Regions from separate parts of the Triticum aestivum genome. Here region 2 is linked to region 1. Evidence: chromatin contacts called from public Hi-C data. All regions are on one chromosome and are shown on one strand. The core of a region is the stretch at or near the end of the contact, and the rest is flanking DNA. Distances in the headings are between cores, read along the strand shown. Region 1 holds the start of LOC123097764 (6-phosphofructo-2-kinase/fructose-2,6-bisphosphatase). Region 2 holds the start of LOC123097769 (transcription factor bHLH140).

Region 1 (6,618 bases), core at 1,461-3,960:
ATTATTCTGTACAGATCAATAATTCCCTCACCAATCCAAAAAAATTCCCTTATGATTGTGTTCCAACAGATTAAATCAGATGTAGAAAATCAGGGTGAATTCATTAGCTTCCTGGCAAGGGAAGTTCAGAATGCAGCATACAAGGAAATAGCCGATGTTGAAGAGTTTGTGAAGTGGCTAGATGGGGAACTATCATACCTGATAGACGAACGGGCAGTGCTCAAGCACTTCCCTAACTGGCCTGAGAAGAAAGCAGATGCCATGAGAGAAGCAGCATTCACCTACCGGGATCTGAAGAACCTGGAAGCAGAAGCATCATCATTTCACGACGACAGGAGAGTGGCTACACCTATGGCTTTGAAGCGCATGCAAGCTCTACAGGATAAGTGAGTAGACGAACTGCATGCATTTAGTAAGGCTGTTGCATTGTCAAACTTTCAACAATATGACATGATTCATACTTCCCCTTGTAGAATTGAACAAGGTATTCACAATACTGAAAAAATAAGGGACAGTGCAAGTGGAAGATACAAGGATCTCATGATCCCATGGGATTGGATGCTTGATTCTGGAATCATAAGCCAAGTATGTACCATGTACTCCCAAACTTCTAATATCCATCTTTTTCATCAGTTTGATATAGTAGAGAAGAGATAGTTAAGTGCATTTTACAAACTCGTCTTCAACTCCAAACCAACTTATGAGTTATGTGGTACAAATTGGAATAATCTCACTACCCTTTTAGCTATAAATTCATGTCTAATAGACATATAATATATGAAGTATCCTCTTGCTGCCTTAACAGCTAAAGGCCGCTTCATTGAAGCTTGCAAAAGAATACATGAACCGCATTATGAATGCACTGAAGTCAGATCCATTTGTAAATGATGAGGAACTGCTCCTGCAAGGTGTCCGCTTTGCCTTCCGAATACATCAGGTAATTCTACCACAATCATGAATTACTTTTGGATGGCATTATGAGTTGCTACCTACAAACTAACTAACCAAGGTAACTGCAACAAACCAAATTTGCAGCTCGCGGGTGGCTTTGATGAAGGTTGCCGGAAAGCGTTCCAAGAACTCAAGACGTACGCAAGCAAGTCAGAGTGATCTGATGGATCATATATGGGTTCAAATAAGCATCATCGGATGCAACGGACATAATTAAGTTTTGCCGAGGTTGGCTCCAGGTCGACTCCACTAGTCTCCAGGATAATTCCATGAACAATTTTCTTAACTTATTATTTTGCATCTAAGATGCGGACCTCTGGGATGCAATTTGAAGCCTGAGAATTCTAAGTACATCCACTCACAACTCTTAATTTAAGTACACCTTTTGGGAACATTCTAAAATTTCATTAGAGGCTTGTAAATAAAAGAAAACAAGAGCCAACCCTTTGATTCTTAGGTGGTCGTACCATGAAGTATGAAGTAAGAATCTGGAAATGGCATAATTTACGGATACAGACAGGACGACAGTATGTGCCCTTCATTCCTAAGGAGTGAGGTTCACATTTGTTAGGGCACACTGAATACGATTTTTTCTTGTTAGAATTTGTCTGAGGTTTGCTAAAGAGCAAATTGGCTGTAAATGCTCAAAAAACTAGATGAGTGCTCCAAGTATTCAAACCTGCACAGCATTTATGCGACAACTGACAAGAGTATCAGATACATCCAGTTTACCCATAAAAAAAGCAGACAAGTCCACTTTTACCTAGGGCGCTTACCTTTTCAGATTCCGCTGTTAGAGGGTGTTCAAGTGCACGTTGAATCAACAACATCCTCTACTTCTCAGGAGCTCTAATTGTCTGTAGCAATAAAAATACCACCTAAGCACCATAAGTCCGACATTTCCCACAATCCACCAATGCTGGATAGCCCTATTATACAGAGGACGGCAGTATAATCCTATTATACAGATAGGACGACAGTATAATCCTACTATACAGATAGGACGACAGTATGTGCCCTAAAATTCATAAAGAGTAAGATCCACAACTGTTAGTGCACACAAGGTTTTTTATTGTTAGAATTTGTCTGAGGTTTGCTCAAGAGCAAATTGGCTGTAAATGCTTCCCATTAAGTAATAACTGCCAAACCACACCTCTCCTTTGGCTTCAGATTAAGCATAAATGTGACGCGGATGGTCTAACAATAAGCTACAGAAAATCTTAAGAAGTACTATATTCTCAAATCGTGTTTTGGATCGAAGGCAGCAGGATCATGCGGTTTGGCAAAATGTGCAAGTGTTCCCGGTGCCAAAGATCCACAAACCAGAGGAAATCTACAAGGTTGCTGTCAAAAAAAGAAAAAAAAAACACAGGCACCAATCAACTTCGCTCTACGGCGCCTACCATTTCAGATTCTGCTGTTAACTGCTGCATTGTTTCGCTCAAAATGTGTTCAAGTGTATGTTGAATCAACAACGTCATTTACTTCTTTAGCAGCTAATATTGTCCGTAAGCAATAAGAATACCACCTATATATAACCCTCAAAAAGAAAAACCACCTAAGCACCATAAGCCAAAATATTTTGCACAATCCACCAATGGTGGAAAGAATTTGCGAGATTACTCAACTACCCAAACAGAGATGCGCGAGCAAGCCAAGCACGAATGCATGGAGCTGGCAGGCTGCTGCAAAATCTACAAGAGCATCACACAGACGGGAAAGGAAGGAATCAGGCACCCCCCAAAAATACCTGGATCGTGTAGCCCTTGCTGGTGCGGCGGAAACAACCGGCGGCGGCGGGCCGTTCCATATGACGGCGTCTCCCCGCCGCACCGCCTACTTCCCGCGTATCTCTCTCCCTCTCTCTAGGCTGCTCGCCCCCTTTCTCCGCGCTGAGACGCTTCGTCCGCCGTCGCCGGCCGGCGGTAGCGCTGTTGCCATCGGACATTCTTAGGCTGGCTGGTGGGCCAGGTACGTTTCCGGCCCCACCTGCTGTTGCGGATTACGAAGGGATCTACCACCATCGCACCTCCCCTCGTGGCCCCACTTGACAGTAGCACGAAAAGACGATACCGACGCGCTCGCTTTTCTTCCTTCCGGCACCTTCCAAGTCCCCCTTCTGGCCTCCCCGGCGATGGCGACGGCGGCGAGCTCCGGCGGACCATCGGACCATCAGTATGTCTCGGTGAAGTTGGAGAGCCCCCGCCTGGCGGCGCTCGACCTCGCCCCTCACCTCTTCGGCTCCCACCCCGCCGCTGGCTCGTGGGACCCTTCCAAAGCCGTAAGTGTCGCATCCATCCCCTCTTGTTCGCGAGTGTGTTTCCCGTGCGGAGATTGATCGAATTTTTTTTTTTCCTGGTGGTGTTCGCAGCTGCCGATGGAGCGGGCGGCGGCCGCCATTTGGGAGCTCAGCTGCGTCCTCCCTTCTCGACACGGTGAGTTGGTTCATTTTATCATGCTGTTCGACAACTCCATGTGGGTTTGAGATCCCTTCTGAGGAGATTTGCGCTATGATGAGCTATCTTGCTGTGTCATGCTGCTGGGATGCTCTGGTTTGAGTTGTTGGCTTGGGCTTTAATTGTTTATTGGGGCTGTCTCCTGTCTGTTTAATGTGTGTACATATTTTGTCATGAACTAGTGATTTGTCATTGCTGAGTATAACAATGTAGTACATGAAGTTGGGCCTTCGAAATGAAATAAAGTGATTCTTCAGCTGATCATTTGCTATGCTCTGGTTAACTGAGTTGTTTACTTACTACATACGCATGGAGTTAGATTCTCTTCAGTTTTTTGAGCATCCTGACTAGTTTTATGCCCTTTATTTGTTATGTTTTGTTAGAAACACTGGATTTCAAGTTACTATTGAAGCCAAAAGCCGATAGCTCAGAGTGCATTGTTGAGGAGGGACCGAACCGACCGCTAGGTTGCGGGAGCAATCAAGTGGAAATGACGGATGCAGTCTTTAAACTCACTGAGAAAGATTCACTTGAGTGTAAGGTTTGGGTTGAGACAGAGATGTTGTCCCCATTTGACCTAGCCGCAAGCTGGAAGGCTCATCAGGAGAATCTTCAGCCTTCAAGGGTGCGAGGGACCTATGATGTCGTTATGAACACTGAGACTGAAGCCAGGGACGAGGTTTGAATTCTTTTATATGCTTTATCTTACTTCTGTATTATGGTGCTGCCGAATGTAATTAGGAAATTGTAAACCTAACCCTCCAATAATCTTTTAATGGATAGTATATATGCTTATTTTGCAAAAACCTGGTTTCTTTTAAAGTAGTGTTTGACTGTTTGTAGCATCTAGTTTCCAGCCAATGCTTTGTTGTTAACAGTCCGATACCTTAGAGGGTGCTATGTGATAGGTTGACTGTTTGAGGCAGCTTGCCACTCGGTTGTGGACCTGGACCTCATGTCTGGTTCCTAGCAAAACCCACTTGTTTCAACACGTTCCCATTTCCCTGCTATTAATTGGTGTAATGAAGTGATGTATTCACTCAAGAGGGTGTGAAACTGACCAAGTACCCAGCAGATTTCAGAACCATGACTGACAGTACATCTTACATATTACTTTGATGTTTCAGCTCTTGTGTTCTTGTGAATGTAACCTACTCTCTCCGGTCATCATGGTGTTTGAGATGCTTGGCCATTAGTTTCCGTCACAAATATTTAAAGTTCGTAATATTATGGAAGTATTTCACAATGAGTTGCCGTTTTACTCTAGTGGTCAAATGTCAAAAAGTTCAGTGGCATGCTTCCAATGGTCACAAGAAGTTGTGGCCAGTGGAAGTATTGGAGTAATGCCTTTAAAACCCCAGAATGGTGACAGATTTTACCTTTAGGAGAACTGCAAGCATTTAAAATATATCAAACCAAGCAGAAAATCAAATGGTAAAAAACGTCCCAGTGTAGGACTGCGGGAAAAGACCAAATTGCATTTAACATAAGGTACTTATGTGACCTAAAAGTTAGTTGCCCTAACTAATTTAGACAGCCCCACTCATGTCCAAAGCTGTCTTTATGCGAAGTGTGACACCCAGATTTGGCAAAATATATTAGTGTAAAGAAGTAGGTTCAAGGGTCTTTCCGAAAGCAGGAGCAGTGTTTGTTACTGTGTACTTAAAAAAAAGTTCTTCCCACAAAGCTGTTGCCTGTGTTTCTATTGCACTATAGGTGGTGCTTCCTTTTCTGTTCTGCCAATTTTGTCTTTTTCCTTCAAGCAGAATGACTTCGCTTCTGGTTTGGAGCTTGATTTAGAGAAGTATGTAGTACCAACAACACCCAACATGGGCTCAGGTGTTGTTTATGCAGCTAACTTGACTGAGAATCCCCGCTCTTTATTGGACACCGGTATCTCACCAAACAATTTGATCAAAGGTGACGCACCCCTGAATCATTATGCTAACACAAAGAAGGTATGACTTAGTTTTCTCTGCTCTATTCAGAATTGACTGTTAGCTTTAAATCATGTAGCGTCGACATTTATTCATTTATACAATCCATTATAGAATGGTAGTTGCTGCCCTTTTTAGTAAACTATGTGCAAATTTGGGCAGCTTTAATAGAAGCCACTTTGTTCAATAGTGTCATCTGTTCGTTCTTTAGATATCCAAACAAATGAGCTACTTTCTCCTATGTCTTTTGTTCATTCAGTAAAGAAAGGAGAGGTTGAATTGATTTAAGTGAAATGAGATTATGAGCCAGGAAAAGTTTCTGTTATTATGTTATATATGTTACGAAATGTGACTCGTTACGAATGACGTGCTTGGAGTTTTTTCTTGTGGTCATGGATCTACCAAATTTTCTTTACTTGTTTGAACTTATGCCTTATCAAAAGTTTCTGCGTTATGTAAGTCAACAGATAATGGATGTTCATCTTATGGATGGACTTATCTGTATGTGTTAGAGACTGAAACTCGTTTAATATGCACATGTACCATACAGTTGGTTCGCTTTCTATGTCTATGAACTGAAACATTGCAATTATTTTCTGTAGCAACTGAAGAAGCTTTTGTTTATCATTAAATATATATATTTCTGATTTAGGCCTGATGGGAGGATTAAAATGTAACTAGTGCTAATAAGACTAGGATAGTATAGGAGAACTAAACATGCATTTGTCAGGTTTCCCAAAGCCGACGCTCAGGGGGCATGCCTGGGTTTGTTCCAGACTTCAGGCCATAGCTGCTTCCACAAAGCCGCCTTGGCTGAACCCCTGTTGCATATACCACTGTTTATGTGGCTGTTATCATTGTCATTTGGTCAACAGCTAAAGGAGAAGAACACATCCCATTCAGATTAGAACAAACTTTTTGAAATATATATGTCTACATGTTCCTACATTTGGATAGAGGAGCTCCTGTTAATATCAACACTAGGAATGATTTATAACTTATGCCTCAGGATGTAGATGGAAGACATACTCCGTCACAGGAAGAACAAAAGGCAGTCTTTGTAGATAGAGGTGTTGGTTCACCAAGGTTTGCTAGACCAACAAACGAAACCGTTTCAACGAGCAACATCAAGCAGGATTCTGAAACAAAGTTGGTATGTATTGTTGAGCTATTTGATATGTGCTAAATAGGCATTGAGCTTTAACTCATTGAAACTTCCATAACTTCTTCGTTATTGCAATTCATGCAGGACTTAGTTCTCTCGAGTCTTAAAC
Region 2 (6,618 bases), core at 2,572-5,071, 190 kb before region 1:
ACTTCACTGGTGGTGGCCCCAGGACTACCTATTTCTCATCCGGTGATGGATGGCAGACAATGGGTGGTCAGGGAAATTCAAAAACATTCTCCTTCTCGTTTGGTGGCAACCCTGGGGCTGGCGGAGGAAATCCGTTTGGCTTTGATCTTGGTGATGTTTTCTCCAACATGTTTGCTGGTAGATCAATGGGTGGTAGCCAGCATGGTGGATTTGCTGGTTCTGGTAGACCCAGTGCGAGAACTTCCAGTCAGCATAAAAACCCTGTCACCATTCAGGAGGTTACGATGCAAACATTCAACAAAGAAATAGCTGACCAAGGAATAACTTGGCTTCTTCTATTCTATACACAACAAGCAAACGGTCAATTTGTGCTTGAAAGTGTTCTGGAGGATGTGGCTCGTTCATTGGATGGTGCAGTGAGGGTAAGCTGATTAAATTTATGTAATGCTGGTCCTTCGCAGTTAACATAGAGCAAGAAAAGTTTATACAGTGATTCTGTTGATGCAGGCTGGCAAGGTAAATTGTGATAACGAAAAGGCCCTTTGCAAGAAAAACGGGGTTTCAGTAGGAAAATCGGCTCGTCTCTTCATTTATTCATACAGCACTGCAGAGAAAGGGTCTTTGCATGAGTACTCTGGAGATAGTGATGCTAAGAGCCTGAAGACATTCTGTCAAGAACACCTGCCGAGATTCTCCAGACGGGTTGACATTACCCAATTCAATTTCCCTTCCAATGCCTTGCCAAACCTTCCTGAAGTGCTTTTGCTGTCAACAAAGAAGGACACACCAGCAATGTGGCGAGCAGTCAGTGGGATGTTCCACAGTCGCTTGATATTCTATGATGCAGAGGTAAGAGCTGTACCTTGTCATCACTGCTTTGTTTGAGAAAATTAGGTCAGCACTGGCGCTGGTCATCTGCACTGCTTTGTTTGAGAAAATTAGGTCAGCACTGGCGCTGGTCATCCGCTTTTCGTGTGTAGGCTTGGTACATAACTTACTGTACTGGCATCGTGCGTTATAGATAGTCTTTCTTTTAAGCAATGGTTATAGGGATTAATTTATTTCTAAATTGAGGCATTACTAATATTGTTTGTACCGAAAGAGGCTAGTCATAGCTGTGCTGTATCTTCGATCTTACGGTAAAATTTTCCAGATCAGCCATATACACTAACAATTAACAATTAAGGACAAGAGCATCTATTTCATCTACTCTTACTAAACTTTTATATTTTTTTCCTTTTTAAGGTTCAGGATGTTTCTCTTCCACTGCTAAAACGCTTTGGCGTGAAGAATGTTCCGGCGCTTATTGGCCGAACCGTTAATGGCGAGGTGCAACTTCTGAAGGATGGTATTTCAGTGAAAGATCTCCGATCTGGTATCAAAGAATTGAAGACTCTGCTAGAAAGTTTTGAGAAGAAGAACAAGAAGCTAGCATCGGAACAAGCTAAGAAACCTGCCAAGGCAAGTGAACCGAAGGAAAACAAAATCCCTCTCCTCAGCGCCTCCAATTTCGAGGAAACCTGTGGAGAGAAGGCTCCAGTATGCATCATTGGTGTTTTCAAGTCCAACAAAGCCAAGGAAAAGCTGGAGAGCATCCTGTCCGAGGTTTGTTTCCCCGCTTAACGCCAGTTTGACGATATGCGGAAGCATCAACCTGTTTGTTCGTCCTGCCTAGCTACATTATCTAGCTTCTAACGCATGTCTTATCGTCTTGCTGTTTTCTGCATCCAGATATCTCAGAAGACTCTGATCAGGGGACAGAGCTACAGCTCTGGGAACGCAATCACGTATGCCTTGTTGGACGGCAACAAACAATCTGCGTTCCTGTCCTCGTTCGACAAGTCTGGATACAAGTCGTCCGATAAGCTCCTGCTCGCGTACAAGCCTCGACGGGGGAGGTTCGCTGTGTATAAGGGTGAGGTGTCAATGGAAGAAGCTGAAAGGTTTGTGGTTTCCGTCCTGAATGGAGACGTGCAGTTGTCGGCAACTGGACAGAAGCCAGTTCTTAGGTAGAAGAAAGATAGGGTTGCAACTCGCAAGCATTGTTTTCTCGAAATGGTTGCAAGTAATTTTAGCCTTTAGGGGATGTAGTGTGTGATCTGGGAGGGCCTGTACATAGTTGAATCAATCAAGACAAGAGAGTAAAATGTAAACTGTGGACTCAGATTTGTGGACTGGGATACGGGAATACATACTGACATGTTACCATGCATACATGTACATATTTCTCTGGCTTTTCTTGTTGAGGGAAATTTCTCTGTTTTTTTTTTTTTTGACAATCAATTCTCTGGCTTTGTTTAGTAGAACATCCTGTGGCGATAAGTGTGGACCGCGTGTTCACTACAGTACTACTACTACAGCGTACCGTTAGCACCAACAAATCGGCCCGGCCCAACAAGCTGCCTGATGTAAAGCAGTCACCCCACTACGGTACGGGATGGCCTCACAAATTCTATCTCTTCTTCCCTAGAGCACAAAATGCAGTGGCCGAGCAGGTGAGAAGAAGATGGCTGCCACCAGCCTCAGTTCCTCTCCCTCCAAGGTTGGCACTGCCAAAGTAAGCTCCCCCACCCCTCTTCATCTTCTTTCTTCCCCTCCTCGAGTTGCTAGGATTCGTGTCGTCGTTTGAAGGAGTATAACGGAAGATATGCCGGCCATGCCTGTTGTTGTAACGAGTTTAGTGCACGAGGAGATTGAAATTCTGCTGCTCAGTTCAGTTCATATCTTGAATGCTAACGCTATCATCCAATCTAGGCATGAATTCATCTTGACAAGTTCCCAGCTAGTTGTTGGACTATCTAGAATCATGGCTAAAATTGTTGGCGAAATGAGATAATTTGCTAACTGAATCTTCGGTTCTTGCTGCAACCGGATGTGTATGTACGACAGCTAGGAGGCATCTCCAGATCTTCCCCGTCCTACACCCAGCTCGCCTTCTGCTCCAGGCATGCCTTCCACAAGATAGGAACCGCTGCAGCTCCGCTGAGGCCTCAGAATGAGCTCAAGCACGCAAGACCCTGCGCGACCACGGACAACGACCGGGCGGCGCCGGCGGAGGCACAGGAAAGCGCGACCATCAGCGCCGGCGTGAACCCGGTGGCGTCCGGCAACGGCCAGCAGCCGCAGCCGGGCGAGCCGCCCAAGCGGGTGCCGCTGACGGCGCGGGAGCGGCTGCGCGCGGCGCGCGTGCTGGGCAAGTACGCGGAGCCGGGGGCCGGGGGGGCGCCGGCGGACAAGAAGGGTTCGTCGTCGAAGCCGGAGTTCGGGAGCCGGGTGCTGGACGCGCTGCGGGAGACGGACGGCGGGAAGAAGGGCGGGCGGAAGCGGTCGGGGCTGCCGGAGGCGCCGAGCAACCTGCTGGACGACACCAAGCGCGGCATGCCCAAGGACGGGTGGACGTTCGACTGGCTGGCGGCGCTGCCCGTGGGCACGGACGTGCTCATCGTCGCCGCGTCCTTCGGGATCATCACCACCGTCATGTTCGGGACCACCTACCTCGTGTGGAAGCTCGGCGCCATACATTTCAACGAGTACTAGCTTTCTCTACGTGGTTCTGTAACAATAATGCCGTCTATCGTATGATGAGGCAGATTTTGAGCACAGGAATACACCGTGATTGTACGAATTAAATCCAACGATTTTATAGAAAAGTTTCATAGATATGTTAAGTAAACTGTCTGTGTGATGTTGAACACCAAAGTGGCTGTAGTTTAGTGGTGAGAATTCCACGTTGTGGCCGTGGAGACCTGGGCTCGAATCCCAGCAGCCACATCTCACTATTTGTGATTTTCTAATTTTTTTCACATATGACGATTAACGGCTCTGATTAGCTCTTATGGAGACACTGACAGCCAGACCCCACACCGTTTGCACGTCGCCCCCTTCCATCCCCTCTGCCCTCACGCCCTCACCCCACTTCCGCCATAGCCGATTAGCCGCCGGCGAGAGGCCCCCGGTTCCTCTCCTCTGGAGTTTCTGCGCGAATGGATCCCGGCGAAGGCGGTTCCCCTGCCGCTCCATCGACTTCCATTGCAGCCCCAGGTGATTTTTGCCCCTTTTCCTCGTCTAATCGGCCGAACCAGTGCCACCCGTCGGCGCTAAAACCCTAGCGCGCCTCTGTCTCCAACCATTCCGTGCAGGCCCAGGCGCGGACACGAGGGAGGACGCCGGGAAGCAGGTGGTGGTGATTCTCGTCGGCCCCCCGGGCAGCGGCAAGTCCACGTTCGCCGAGGCCGTCATGGCTGCTGCCGCCGGCCGCCCATGGGCCCGCGTCTGCCAGGTGCGCCCCATTGCTTTTCGTCTCCTCTGTGAATTTGATGTCCCAACTCTCAAGACAAGCATTCCATAATGCCTAATGCAGGGTCATCTGATTCGGCTTTGAAACTGCTTATATTTTGCATAACTAGTTTTTTTTTGCGATGGATTGCATAACTAGTTACTGGATCACAAGTTTGAAACTGTAGTTTCAGTCTCATGGTACTAATAATAATTATACTTACCTTGCAAAAAGTGGCACCGCATGCAAAAGCAGATAGCATCTCAAAGTCAAAAATCCAAAATCCTATTCCATGGGTGAGTTGGGGTGATTCGGTTAGTGCAATTTTTACCTGGCTTGAATGTTAATTAGCATATCATCAACCAAAACTCCAGCAATTGTGACAGGATTTTGTGTGGGTCTTTGTTGTGTTCTAGGATACAATTGGAAAGGGCAAAGCTGGAACCAAAATACAGTGCTTGAAGGCCGCAGCGGACGCTTTGAAGGAGGGAAAGAGCGTTTTCATTGACCGATGCAACTTGGAACGAGAGCAGCGCTCTGATTTTGTGAAGCTTGGCTGCACCGTACAAGCGGATGTGCATGCTGTTTTCTTGGATCTTCCTGCGAAGGTTTGCATCTCACGCTCGGTTAGCCGGACTAGCCATGAAGGAAATGTGCAGGGCGGAATGGCCGCCATGGTTGTGAACCGCATGCTGAAGAACAAACAGGCACCCTTGCTGACTGAAGGTTTCAGTCGGATCACGTTCTGTACGGATGACGATGACATTAAGAAGGCAGTTGACATGTATAGTGCTTTAGGGCCTTCACATAGTCTTGCTTCAGGAGTATTTGGTCAGAAGAGCAAAGGGCCTGTACAAACTGGTATAATGAAATTTCTCAAGAAGGCAGATACTTCTAGCGTCAACAAGTCCAGTGGAACTATGGTCACATCAAGTGAAAGAAAGACAGGGCAGCAAAATACAACGTTGAAACAGGAGAACCTTGAAGCTGGTGGCGCCTGTTCAATGCAAGTAGAAAAGAAGTTGGATAACCTGAAGGAAAAAGAAGAACAAAGTAAGGAAAGGGTTTCTTCTGACACCAGTTTGTGCACTCTGGCATTTCCATCGATTTCTACTGCTGACTTCCAGTTCGATCTTGAGAAAGCATCTGAGGTTATAGTAGATGCAGCTACTGATTTCGTGCAGAAGCATGATAATGTAAGACTAGTTCTTGTTGATTTGAGCCAAAAATCAAGAATATTGTCATTAGTCAAGGACAAGGCTGCTAAGAAGAGCTTTGACTCCAGCAGATTTTTCACATTTGTGGGAGACATCACTCAGTTGCACTCCAAAGGAGGTCTTCAATGCAACGTCATTGCTAATGCTGCCAACTGGTAATTATTTTTGTCACTTAAATTCTTACGATGTGCAGGTTCTATCAAATGAAGATATACTTTCAGATTATTATTTTATAAGTATATGTTGATTACTTGAATCCTGCTTTATCCTTGTTGGGAGTCAAACTGGACCTTTTGTTTTTGTCTATCGCAAGCAAAAATTCTTAGGACCCTCTATAGTGGCCATCGAGATAATATCTGCAAGTGTTTCATGCAGGAGGTTAAAACCTGGAGGTGGAGGGGTTAATGCAGCAATATTTAATGCTGCTGGAGAAGCTTTACAGCATGCAACCAAGGAATGTGCTGACACGTTGAGACCTGGTAACTCTGTTGCAGTTCCAGTTCCATCAACTTCCCCTCTGCATCAACAGGAAGGGGTGACCCATGTCATACATGTGCTTGGACCAAATATGAATCCAATGCGTCCAGATTGTCTGAAGAATGACTATACCAAAGGGTGTAAGGTTCTTCGTGAGGCATATAATTCACTTTTTGAGAACTTTGCAACCATTGCCCAGAGCTACACAGGGAAGCAGAATGATGAAACTTCATCAAGGAAGTCAGCATCTGGAGTGATTTCACCTAATGATTCAAAAACGAAGCGAGAGGGCAGTGATGATTCTGAAAGGACCAAAAAGTGTAAGTTGCTTCCATCTATTTTGACTTCAAGTCAACACCATGAGCGCAGAGGGACCAACACACTAAGTTATCATGATAACTCCATGGGTTCATCTGATGCTCCGAACCAAGCAAGAGAGGAAGACAACAAGAAGAATGCTGCGGTCACCAACAAGACTTGGGGATCCTGGGCACAGTCCCTTTATGAGGTTGCCATGCACCCAGAAAAATATAAGAACGCAGATTCTATCCTTGAAATATCTGATGAATTTGTTGTTCTGAAGGACCTCTATCCCAAGGTATTCTGAACTTAATACCCTTTCCCCTTCATTCCTAGTGCTCTTCTTGA

Evidence for each region. Hi-C and Micro-C count contacts between places; a contact is called where the count stands out from the background.
Region 2: a contact with region 1 is called in a Hi-C map of leaf, with 5 times the contacts expected there. The contact joins the promoter of LOC123097769 here to the promoter of LOC123097764 in region 1. A contact is called at or near these places in 2 of 5 Hi-C or Micro-C datasets (both in leaf).

What each region holds. Positions count from the first base shown.
Region 1 is chr4D:337,174,843-337,181,460 of IWGSC CS RefSeq v2.1, reverse strand. It overlaps LOC123097764 (6-phosphofructo-2-kinase/fructose-2,6-bisphosphatase), which reads left to right and starts at 2,710. Exons shown (of 23, transcript XM_044519586.1): 1 at 2,710-3,232; 2 at 3,323-3,386; 3 at 3,791-4,086; 4 at 5,174-5,365; 5 at 6,354-6,497. The coding sequence starts at 3,086. LOC123097766 (a long non-coding RNA gene) reads right to left here and starts at 2,914. Exons shown (of 5, transcript XR_006447439.1): 1 at 2,702-2,914; 2 at 1,728-1,808; 3 at 199-300. LOC123097765 (protein CHUP1, chloroplastic) reads left to right here. Exons shown (of 5, transcript XM_044519587.1): 2 at 70-386; 3 at 474-585; 4 at 806-937; 5 at 1,036-1,327. The coding sequence ends at 1,110.
Region 2 is chr4D:337,366,760-337,373,377 of IWGSC CS RefSeq v2.1, reverse strand. It overlaps LOC123097769 (transcription factor bHLH140), which reads left to right and starts at 3,821. Exons shown (of 7, transcript XM_044519590.1): 1 at 3,821-4,041; 2 at 4,140-4,279; 3 at 4,511-4,572; 4 at 4,693-5,648; 5 at 5,869-6,568. The coding sequence starts at 3,836. It overlaps LOC123097771, which reads left to right and starts at 2,319. Exons shown (of 2, transcript XM_044519594.1): 1 at 2,319-2,557; 2 at 2,890-3,673. The coding sequence starts at 2,507. The coding sequence ends at 3,537. TRNAH-GUG (transfer RNA histidin (anticodon GUG)) reads left to right here and starts at 3,700; the gene lies at 3,700-3,771. LOC123097770 (dnaJ protein ERDJ3A) reads left to right here. Exons shown (of 7, transcript XM_044519592.1): 4 at 1-422; 5 at 508-849; 6 at 1,246-1,605; 7 at 1,732-2,235. The coding sequence ends at 2,013.